2 separate regions of the Sus scrofa genome follow, and region 2 is linked to region 1. Evidence: chromatin contacts called from public Hi-C data. All regions are on one chromosome and are shown on one strand. The core of a region is the stretch at or near the end of the contact, and the rest is flanking DNA. Distances in the headings are between cores, read along the strand shown.

Region 1 (5,855 bases), core at 2,547-5,046:
GCCAGTAGCAAAGGATCACCATCCAGCTCTCGGGAAGGGAGTCCCAGTAACATTGGCTGAGCATGTGCTGAGCTTGATTCTAGTTCCAGCAGGTATAGGAATGAAACCAGAAACGACAGTCAGGAGGACACTGGGAGAGCAGAAAAGGTTGTAGCTCTCTGAGACTGGGGTACCCTGGGGATGAAGTCTATGTCTATGATGACCTAATTAATTAATCCCAGCCCTCCCTCTAACTTGTAAGAACTGGTCTCTTAGTACAGTCCAGGGCCTGGTCAGAATTGAATCAAGTGCTACTTTCAGGTTAAGACACACCTCTTTTCTGGGGCTGGGAAGCGCAGGCCAGTAGGTAGGTCACATCTCCTCTTCAAAGATGACATCACCTTTCTACCGGCTGGAGGAAGAAATCTCACATTTCTGTGTCCATGATTCTCAACTTTGGCTGAACACTGGAACCACCCAAAGAGTTTTAAAAAACATGTGGTACATGGGTCCCATTTCCAGAATGAGGTGAGGGTGCCAGGCATTAGGATTTTTTCAGAGCTCTCCAGGTAACTCCCATCTGCACCCAAGTTTGAGAACTTCTGATCTATATCACCTTCCAGGTCACCACCCACTTTTTCACTTGATTACACTGCTGAGAGAAGAATCTGTGAAACTTTCCCCCTCACCCGCACACCCCTCCCAACAGATCATAAACTCTAAGGTAGGTGATTGAACCCTGTACTTATCTTGTGTCTTTCCCTAGTCTAGGCTGTTTGCCCCTTAGCTCAACCAGAGGTAGACTTACCTACATCCTTCATCTTGTCTGATTTCTTTCATCTTTTGCTACCTGCACCTCCAGCCAACCTACCTCTGTCCCAGCTCCTGGACCCAACTCCAGCCATGCCTGCTGCCTCACCTTCTTCTATTTCTGGCATCACAAAAGTTATCCCTTTTATTTGCATGTCATTTCCATAATATTTTCAATGATTCTGTACATATTAATTGGCTCCCCCCTCCCCTCCATCAGTGTTTATGCAGAATGGATCAAAACCAACTAGAGTGTTTAAAACAGACATGACGTAAACAGCAGCTGAGTGGACTCAGCTACGTTTCAGTTTCCTTCCGGTTCTCACGTTCTTTGACATGTTGTAAATAGAGTAAAAATCATCAGCAGCATCATCATCATCATTATTTGGACAGCGGGGGAAGCCAATATTCTAAATTAGGGGGAAAAAAATCAGAAATTTCATTCCTTTCATATGTTAAAGAGTAATTGAGTCTTACTGCTAACCAACTATAACCAAATTCTGGAAGAAGTTTATGCATTTCATGTGCTGATTCCTTAAGATAGATAACAAATTCGGAAAATTACTTTTAGGATGGGGGACACTAAATTATCACTATGGACAACATGCTCAGACCTAGAAAACAAGAAGGTTGACTGAATTGTGTAATCATACTAAAATGTTTGAATTGTGTAATCATACTAAAATGTAGATACAGAAATAAAAACAGGAGTTCCCACTGTGGCTCAGTGGGTTAAGGACCCAACCTTGTCTCTGTGAGGATGTGTGTTAGATCCCTGGCCTCACTCAGTGGGTTAAGGATCTTGCCTTGCCCCCAAACTTCTGTGTAGATCACAGATGTGGCTCAGATCTGGTGTTTCTTTGGCCATAGCATAGGCTGGCAGCTGCAGCTCTGATTCCACCCTGAACCCAAGATCTTCCACATGCCACAGGCACAGCTGTAAAAAGAGAAAAAAAAAAAAAAAAAAAAAAAGAAGAAGAAGAAGAAGAAATAACTGTAAACCAACTATAATGGAAAAAAATAAAAATCACTGAAAAAAAAAAAGAAGAAATAGAATCAGGAAAATCACTAGCAACTAGATGGCTGAAATAGCCTTTAAAAAACTTTTAATGTTTTTAATGGTCCTGGGACACCCCTGCTTCACAGTAGAACAAAAAAAAAAAAAAAAAAAAAAGCACTTTGGCCACATCTGTGTTAGTGATTTTATATTGTAAATAAGGTACTAGAAGAATATAACTATTAAAAAACATCTCTCATCATTTTGCAATGTATACAAATATCGAATCATTGCGTTTTACACCTGAAACGAATAAGATTATATATGGAGTTCTCTCTCAATTAAAATAAGAGGAGTTCCCGTCATGGCTCAGTGATTAACGAATCTGACTAGGAACCATGAGGTTGTGGGTTCGATCCCTGGCCTTGCTCAGTGGGTTAAGGATCTGGTGTTGCCGTGAGCTGTGGTGTAGGTCGCAGACACAGCTCTGATCCCGTGTTGCTGTGGCTCTGGCATAGGCCGGTGGCTATGGCTCCGATTCGACCCCTAGCCTGGGAACCTCCCTATGCCGTGAGAGCGGCCCAAGAAATGGCAAAAAGACAAAAATAAATAAATTAAATTAAATTAAATTAAAGACATTTTTCTTTGGGCAGCATTTCTGAGGTTGAGCAGGGGGAACTAAGAGCGGGGCTAAGACTCAGCCAGTGTACACTAGTCTGGCTTTCCAGTGCCACAGCCCATCCCGTCTCTGGGACTCCCCTCCTGGCCTCACTGTTTTCCACTAAAAGGTTAAACGTCTGCACAGCAGAGGCCAACAGAACCCTGGGCAGGCCCCGTTTCCACCTTGCTGCACTGCACTCCTGACTAAGGGGATGCATAGGGATGGGGCCCTTGCTCATTTGTTTTGTGTAGAATCCAAGAAGTGATTCCACTTAAGGACCACTCTTGCCCCACATAAGCACTCCTCTCCGTTTCTCAAGAAGATCAGTTATTAAACACTGATCTCAAGACTTGACCAGAGAACAGGGATGTCATTCATCAGCCTGTGTTCACTTGTTTTAGTTTAATGGGTGTTTTTTCAGTATCCAGGTTTCTTCTGTGTGTATAAATTCACATTATTACTTTTAAGCTATAGTTTGTAAGTTGAAAATAATCAGATGACCCTCTGTAGCTTTTAGGGCAGTTTCTCTTCTCATTAAAATATGAAGTATATTCCAGTTTTTATTGAATGAACTCAGAAGTATACAGATGTAAGAGGTGTCTTTAAGCCAAGCTCTTATTCCAGAGTTCTAAAGGAAATTACAAATGTTTTCTGGATAGCAGGTAAGAGGGGCATTTTATAGTCAGAGGAAGGCACTCCTGTATTGATGGATTATTCATGATGGTTAGTACTGTATTGATGCTTATATTGGCCAAAAGAATACTGATTCCTGCTTCATCCATTCTCCCTCTCCAGTCTGTAAAAACTGAAATTTCTCATTAGGCCACGAGGTGGCAGATTAATTGCAGGAGAGAAAAAAAAAAAAAAAAGTGCAAAAGCAATACAGAAATGTCTTCAGCTAAAGTGAAATAAGGAAATATTCTGCCTCCACCTTATCAGTCCCTGTAAGCTAGACCTCTTTGATCAGAAGGTACACTTGATTTAAAAAAAAAAAAAAAAAAAAAACTAGTGGTTTTAAAGCCTTTCTTAAGCAACTATTTTACTATTCCTTTCAAAGATCAAAAAATGCAAAACTCTCTGCCTGCTTTATAACAATTTTTTTTTTGGTCTTTTGTCTTTTCAGGGCTCCTCCTGTGGCATATGGAGGTTCCCAGGCTAGGGGTCCAGTCGGGCTACAGCTGCCAGCCTATGCCACAGCCACAGCCACGCCAGATCCGAGCCGCGTCTGTGACCTACACCACAGCTCACGGCAACACTAGATCCTTAATCCACTGAGCAAGGCCAGGGATCGAACCCCTATCCTCATGGATACTAGTTGGGTTCAGTGGAGCCACAACGGGAACTCCTATAGCGATCCTCTTGAACATAGGGTTTTCTTGACCCCTCCTTGGCAGAGGCCTCCCACGGAAGTGGCACTCAGGGATATTCAGCCCTCCCTCCTTGTTCATCATTTGGGTTATTTACAACAGTGTCTTCCTTTTTCGTGCCCCTGAGTACTGTCATTGTGGGCTCACTGCCCACCTTGGCTGGGCCTGATGTCCTCTGTCATTTCCACGACTGCAGCTGCTTCCTCCTGGCCTCCCTGCCTCTAGTCTCTTCCCCTTCCACCCCACTGCCACCAAAGTCTCCTTTCTAGACCTTGGAACTGATCATGTCACTTTACTGCTTGAAAGCCCACCTCACGGGTGTGGGACCAAATGCAAATTCCAAGACAGAGCACACGTGACCTTTCCACCCTGGCCCTTGACTGGTCTTATGGCATGTGTAAGAATATCACACACACACACACACACACACACACACACACACACACACACACTCAGGCATACATATTTAACAACACAGACATTTTGGCTTTTGGCCAAACATGGCATTTTTTTCATGTCTCTGAGTTTGCATACACTGTTCTCTCTATCCAGAATGCTTTTCCCTGCCTATGTCTGGCAGATGCCCAGCTCTGTGCCTTGCTGGAGGCTTTCAGATGGACCTATGGTATTCCTGCCTGTCTGTCTTTAGTACCCTGTGCCTAGCCTCCTCCCATCAAACTCATCCCATTTATATACAAATGATAGGATTTCACAGCTGTCTTTCCCATTTAATGTAATCTCTTTGTGCAGAGAATAGCATAAATGGTGGGTAGAATGTTATTTTCCAGATAAGTTTCCAGAAAGCATCAAGGGGGGAGCTGCAATATCTTGTCTGGTACACAGGCAAGTCACCCATAAGCCTGTAAGAGAATGGGTGGGAGGGAGTTCCCATTGTGGCTCTGTGGTAATGAACCCAACTAGTATCCATGCGGACTTGGGTGTGATCCCTGGCCTCACTCAGTTAAGGATCCAGCTGGGTTAAGGAGCCAGCATTGCTGTGAGCTGTGGTGTAGATTGCAGATGAGGCTCACATCCCACGTTGCTGTGGCTGTGGTCAGCACCTGCAGCTCTGATTCTACCCCAGCCTGTAACTTCCACATGCCACAGGCGTGGCCCTAAAAAACAAACAAACAAAAAAGGCATGGGTAGGAAAAAATGGCTTGGGTACAGAAAGTCACTGATTGGACAAGCATTATGGGTAACTTCCTCCACAGGAACCAGGGGCCAGGGAGGTTGAGTAGAATGTCTAGCAGACAGCCCAGAGGGTCCCAGGCTCCAGGAGTCGGGGGAGCCATGGAAACAAGCTGCTTGTATTCTGCTCACCAAGACGTATGGAGATAAACTTTGATCCACAGCAGTGATGCCCCTCCGCACATTTTCCAAACCCTCCTGCCTTCCATCCCCCTGCCCTGCCTTGTCTTCTCCAAGATGCTGTGCATACATGCCTGTCTCTTTCATCTCAAGTGGAGAGGGCTTTCCTGAGAGTTTTTAACAGCTATCATTTGTTGTCTCTTGAGCTCATCATAGAATGTTTTAGAACGTCTGAGGGCAAAACTTGAACACATACACTGGGTGAAGCTGACGAGTCATTAAAAAGTCAAAATACATCCTCCTCTGGGCCCCTTTTACACTCCTGCAAGTGTAATATTTTCAGAAGTTTCCGTGGTAACAGCTGTTCACTTTAGTACTACGTAATCCCATGTGTGTGTGTGCGTGCACGCGTGATCATCTGTAGGGAATACAGTTGGTTCCATGCCCATCACGATTTTAATAGATAGAAACATCAGAAACTAAAAATTTAACAAACAATTAACCTATTTGGCAGGCTGATTATCCCACCATGAATTATTAGGATCCTTAGTTTTCCTTTTGGCTGTTCGTTTTAACAAAACAGATCTTGAGTGTAGAGTAAAAAACAAAAACATTTTAGGTGTTTCCATGTGGTTCAGCAGGTTAAGGATCTGGTGTTGTCACTGCTGTAGCTCTGGTTACAGCTGTGGCACGGATTCGAACCCTGGCCTGGGAACTTCCATATGCTGCA
Region 2 (5,435 bases), core at 22-2,521, 310 kb before region 1:
CCCTTCCAGTAGAAAGCAGACAGTGGTCTTTGCTATAGATTGACCAAAATCTTCCTGGTAGCTTATAACCCATGGCTTTTGTTCTGCCTGGATGGTTCTACCCTGAAGGTGAGCTATTCAGAAGGTGCCCACAGACTGCTGAATGGTGGGTGAAAGGAAAGAATGAGGGGACTTAAATGGCACAGAATTGAGTAATAATTAAAAAATTGCCCCACTACAGTTGGGAAACCATGCATGTTTTCAGAATCTTTGATAAGAGATCACGGTGTTCCCACGAAGCTGGCTAGAAGCAAACTGTGACCTATTCAATTACATTGCTACTTGCCAGGAATTAAGTAATGGTGTTCTTGGAACTGGCGAGTACAGTGTGGTCAGTGTTTATCTAACCCTCTGCTGAAGAGTCTGGCCTTAGCTTCTGGAAGTCTCACGAGGTTATCTAGATGATAATATCTCTAGGATGGAGAGCCATTCATTAGTTCATTCAGGGGCCCAGCGTTAGGGGATAGATTTTATAGATTCCTGTGAAAGGCAGGGCCCGAGCTGTTTGATAACATTTCTCAACTTTCAGAGTAAGAGTCATTTAGGAAGATTGTTTAAAAATGAAGATTCCAAAAAAAAAAAAAAAAAATGGGGGTTAATAGATGCAAACCATTGCCTTTGGAATGGATAAGCAATGAGATCCTGCTGTATAGCACTGGGAACTCTGTCTAGTTACTTATGATGGGGCATGATAATGGGAGAAAAAAAGAATGTGTATATGTATGTGTAACTGGATCACCTTGCTGTACAGTAGAAAACTGACAGAACACTATAACCCAGCTATAATGTAAAAAAATAAAAATCATTATAGATTAAAAAAAAAAATAAAGATTCCTTGAAACTTTGTCCAGATCAACTGATTCCTAGGTCTGGGCTAAGGCTTAGGAATTTACATTTTAACAGGCTTCTTCAGGACTGCACTTTGAGATCAGACTCATAATTGAAGTAGCTAGGACTAAAAATCAAATAATCAGTGACAGTACCACTTAGATCCAGGCCAGGTCTGTATTTAGAGGACCCTGCTCTGGCCCTGTCCATCCTCGTGTGGTGGGGCAATCAGTGGACTCAAGAGGATATGCCACCTGGAGTCGAGGACCAGCCTTCCAGACCTTCATCAAGGTGCCAGGCGCCTGGAATTTTCTGCCACCACTGAGCGGGCTCCCAGGTTTTGCACGGGCTCTTTCCTGGTCTGACCTCCAGGGGGCGTACCCTGTTGTTGACAGCCTTAGGCCTCAGAGGTGGCTGGCCTGGGGACAGCCGTCCCTGGGGATGTGGATGGAGCTTGGCTCTGTGAGCTGTTGTATCTACCAGAGCCAGAGGAAACCCCAAGTGCAGGGTTGGCTGTGGCCAGGAGCTGGCTTTCCCTGTACTGCCACCTGGCATTCTGGGTCCCTTGGAAGGTACATTTATCAGGTAGGAGAACAGAACATGTTTCATTCAGCAGCTCCTTAGCATTGATGATAACGTCTAAATACATAGACGGTTTGTGGGCCTCTATCACATTCTTGTCTTAGAGCCCATGAATGGTAGGGGTGACCCGATCACTGTTTTCAAGTGGTTAATGTCTTAGAATTGATTTCTTCTGATCAAGAAACTGTCCTTTAAGGCAAGCCCCAGGGAAGGACAGATAGAGGAGAAAGGAAGGGGAAGAGTGACCTCCAGGCTTGGCCACACCGAGGGGGCCCAGCAAGGGAGTGGATCAGACCTGCATATCAGGATAAAACTTGATGTGGCCTTTTGCAGGTTGTTTGCTGTCCTTTTCTCTAACAGGTGGGGGGTGGGGGGGCAGTACAATTGTTTGCTGAACTGGCTGATTTCAGCTACCCTTGCAGGGGGAGGGGCAAACCCAAGTTGTCTCATCTCTTTCTCTCCAGGATTCCAGCTTCTCTTGCTGGAATTTGCCCTTTTTCTTGCAGTGAAATAGAGTGTGGAAATGTGAACACTTTCCAGAATGACTTTAAAATATTTTCAGCCACTGTTGGATGTTTAACAAAAAAAAAAAAAAAAAAAAAAAGAAGGAATTCCTGTCATGGCTCAGTGGTTCATGAACCTGACTAGTAACTGTAGGTTGCTCAGTGGGTTAAGGATCTGGCGTTGCAGTGAGCTGTGGTGTAGGTCTCAGATGCAGCTGGGATCTGGCATTGCTGTGGCTCTGGTGTAGGCCGGTGGCTACAGCTCTGATTAGACCCCTAGCCTGGGAACCTCCATATACTGCGGGTACAGCCCTAGAAAAGACCAAAAGGACCTCTTTAGAGTTGGATCCATTATTTCATATGGGATTAACAAAGGAAACTTTGATTTTTTTAAATAGGTTTCACATACACTGGAAGGTGAAAAGACATCATTTCATGACAGTCACTCTTCTTGATACCATATGCCATATACTTTAATGGAAATATTCCTTAAAATACCCAATTACTCTTGTTTTAATTCACTGCTTCTATTAGGTCTGCTATATACTCTTGCCTAGGTTTTACACTGCACAACGACCCCTACCCTAAGAAATGAGTTGGGGGTGAAATCCAGCCCACCTTCCCCTCATCATCATGGGCCTGTATCTACCAGAAAGTAGGATACCCTTTTCTAATCACAAAGAGTCACAGTCTGCTCTTCAAATCACACACCTGCAGGCATAGGTGCATGCAAAAGTGTCCCTATGGGTTGCCATGGTAGTCAAACATTTAAATATGGCATTAGTGTGTTTTTCTAAGAGGACTTCCCTGCCAGAAAGACATGCTCAAGCAAAGAGCAGAGCCTGCTGACTGGTCAGATATACCTTCTTTTATAGATCAAGAAACTAACACTCTGGTTTATAAGTGTATCTCCCTTTGTATGATTAGCCGGGATCAATCTGTCAGAATCTGATCCTCCCTGGGTGAATGGACAAAACTGGATTTCTAGATCAACAAGGCTGAAGATGCAACACTTGTGGTGACTTTTTACAATGTCCCATATCCCAGGCAGCTGCATTGAAATTCTTTGAAATCAGTTGCAGTGCAATAGGTGTTTACCTTGTAGACACGGAGAAAGGAAAACTGACTGGTTTTCCATTTCATATCACTAATGTTGTCACTCCCTGCCTGTATTTTTCTACCCTCTCACTCTGCTTTATTTTTCTTCCTATTACTTATCGCTATCTTACGTTACATATCAATTTGTTTACTTACTCTATGCTTAATAAGTTCCTGCCATGTCTAGAAATACTCAATAAATACTTGTTGAATGAATAAATGAATGACCCATAAAAATGTAACCCTCAACTTTGTAATGTTGCTGCGAGGTATTATAAATTAAGAATAAATGGACTTCCTTGGTGACGCAGCAGCTCAAGGATCTGGCACTGTCACTGCTGTGGCTTGAGTCGCAGCTGTGGTGTGGGTTCGATCCCTGGCCCAGGAACTTCTGCATGCCATGGGCAAAAAGAAAAAGAATAAAGAGAGCAACTTCATGGTCCATCCTAAGTGGACATGAAATCAATCAACACTGGGCTGTTGTGAGAAAGGGTATCTCCTGGGGAGACCTTCAGAGCAACCACAAAGGGTGCCAGGGTTGCACTGTGTGTTAGCAAATAGCAAGAGCCTCTTAGAAGACACTCAGCTGAGAATTTGGTTTCTTCTCCCGCCAACCCCCATCTCCACTGCAGCAAGGAGAAAGAGTGCTTTTCTGGGCAGGAACAGGCAGCTGCAACAGCCATGATTTTTATTTGGGTCCCAGAAAAAAAGCCAAGCTTCACTACTGCTTTTAGCTATGTACTGCTTTTATGCTAAGTACTGGAGCAGAATTAACTCTAGCCAGAAAGTGGAGTTGATGAAGGTTCTCTAAGAGAAAGAGAGGGATTATAGCTGGAAATGGAATACTTATTGTACTAGCTTTTTTATTATACTTAATATGTTGGCTGGTATATTGGCTTTGAACAAAGGAAGTAATTAGTCCAAATGGATCAGCATTGGTCATGAACACAGAGAGGACATCTCCTGCCCTTCCTCAACCCTGCCCTCTTCTGGGCCTGGGGAAGCTCACTGTCCATTCTTAGCAAAACCCAGTAGCCTTAACCTCGTCCCTGGATGTTCCCACCACCATCTTACTCTGATGGAGACCTGGCTTTCTGATGAAAACATCCTCTTCCTGTTCTCCTGCATTCCACCCCCCCACACCACCCCAGTTTTGGGGCATAAGGCCTGGGGTGAAATGTATTTCCTTTCCAGTCCTCATTTCCACCTCTGGATTATTCTCCTTTCTCCATAGAAACATCTTGCACCGAATGTCAGGTCATCAGGTAATGTCACCCATCCCTCTCATTTTGCTGACATCCATTGTCTCAAGGTCATTCCTCTGTGCTCCTGCCTCATGGCCACGGTCCTATTCCAAGACATTTTTTTTTTTTTTTGGTCTTTTTAGGACTGCGTCATATGGAGGTTCCCAGGCTAGGGGTATAATTGGAGCTGTTGTTGTTGGCATCTGAGCTACGTCTGCAACCTCCACCACAGCTCATGGCAACGCCAGATCCTTAACCCACTAAACTAGGCCAGGGATCAAACACGAAACCTCATGGTTCCTACTCAGACTCATTTCCACTGCGCCACGATGGGAACTCCCCTATTCCAAGTCTTGATTCTTGGTAATTTCAATATACACATGGACTGTCTCTCTTTTCCCCCTAGCCCTTTACCTTTCGTCCCTCCCATGGTCACACCAGACCCTGTCATTACAGATCACTGTCCCCTCCAGAATCACCACACATACATTCCACCTCCTCTTTTCCCAGCACACTCCCTCCAGCACCCTGTTGGCTGCATAACAAGGTACCACAAACTGAGTGGCTTAAACAGCAGACATTTATTCTCACACAGTTCCAGAGGCTGGAAGTCCAAGATCAAGGGGTCAGCAGATGGATTTCTTCCGAGGCCTGTGAGGAAGAATCTGTCCCATGCTTTTCCCTGGCCTTCCTTGACTTGTAGACACATTACTCCAATCTGTGCCTTCATCTTCACTGGCATCCTCCCTGTGTTTGTCTGTGTCCACATCTTCATTTCTAAAAAGCTGTTAGTCATATTGGATTTGGGGGCTTCCCTTACTCCAATAGGACCTTGTCCTTTTTTCTTTTTTTTTTTTTCCTTTTTTGGCCACCCCATGTCATGTGGCTCAGAGATCAGATCCACACCACAGTTGTGACCTGTGCTACAGCTATGGATCTGATCTATCTAGAGACTTACCAAACACCTTCAAGCTGTGATGCCTAATGGTCAATTTTAGTCTTCATTTTATATGCTCTGTCACTGACATTTGACACAGTTGATCACTCTCTTCTCCTAGAAACAACTTTCTTCACTTGTCTTCCAGGATGCGGCACTGTTTTCCTTTTATCTCACTGGTCCATTTTTCTTGGTCTCCTTGGC

What was found. A called contact is a pair of places that touch in the nucleus more often than the background predicts.
Region 2: a Hi-C map of retroperitoneal adipose tissue shows a contact between it and region 1, with 2.1 times the contacts expected there. The contact joins two enhancer-like sites. A contact is called at or near these places in 14 of 47 Hi-C or Micro-C datasets (alveolar macrophages, embryonic fibroblasts, epiblast stem cells and 7 more) and 1 of 2 datasets of contacts at active chromatin or transcription factors (skeletal muscle).

The regions. Positions count from the first base shown.
Region 1 is chr9:106,323,407-106,329,261 of Sscrofa11.1, reverse strand. No RefSeq gene overlaps it. Among named protein-coding and RNA genes, the nearest start is that of NAMPT, 160 kb to the right of the region's middle. Within about 2 kb of position 3,796, at least 4 of the 83 cell types and tissues checked have an H3K27ac peak or open chromatin away from gene starts, as enhancers often do. A contact at or near this core is called in omental adipose tissue and retroperitoneal adipose tissue, where this site is marked.
Region 2 is chr9:106,635,092-106,640,526 of Sscrofa11.1, reverse strand. No RefSeq gene overlaps it. Among named protein-coding and RNA genes, the nearest start is that of PIK3CG, 67 kb to the left of the region's middle. Within about 2 kb of position 1,271, at least 8 of the 83 cell types and tissues checked have an H3K27ac peak or open chromatin away from gene starts, as enhancers often do. A contact at or near this core is called in omental adipose tissue and retroperitoneal adipose tissue, where this site is marked.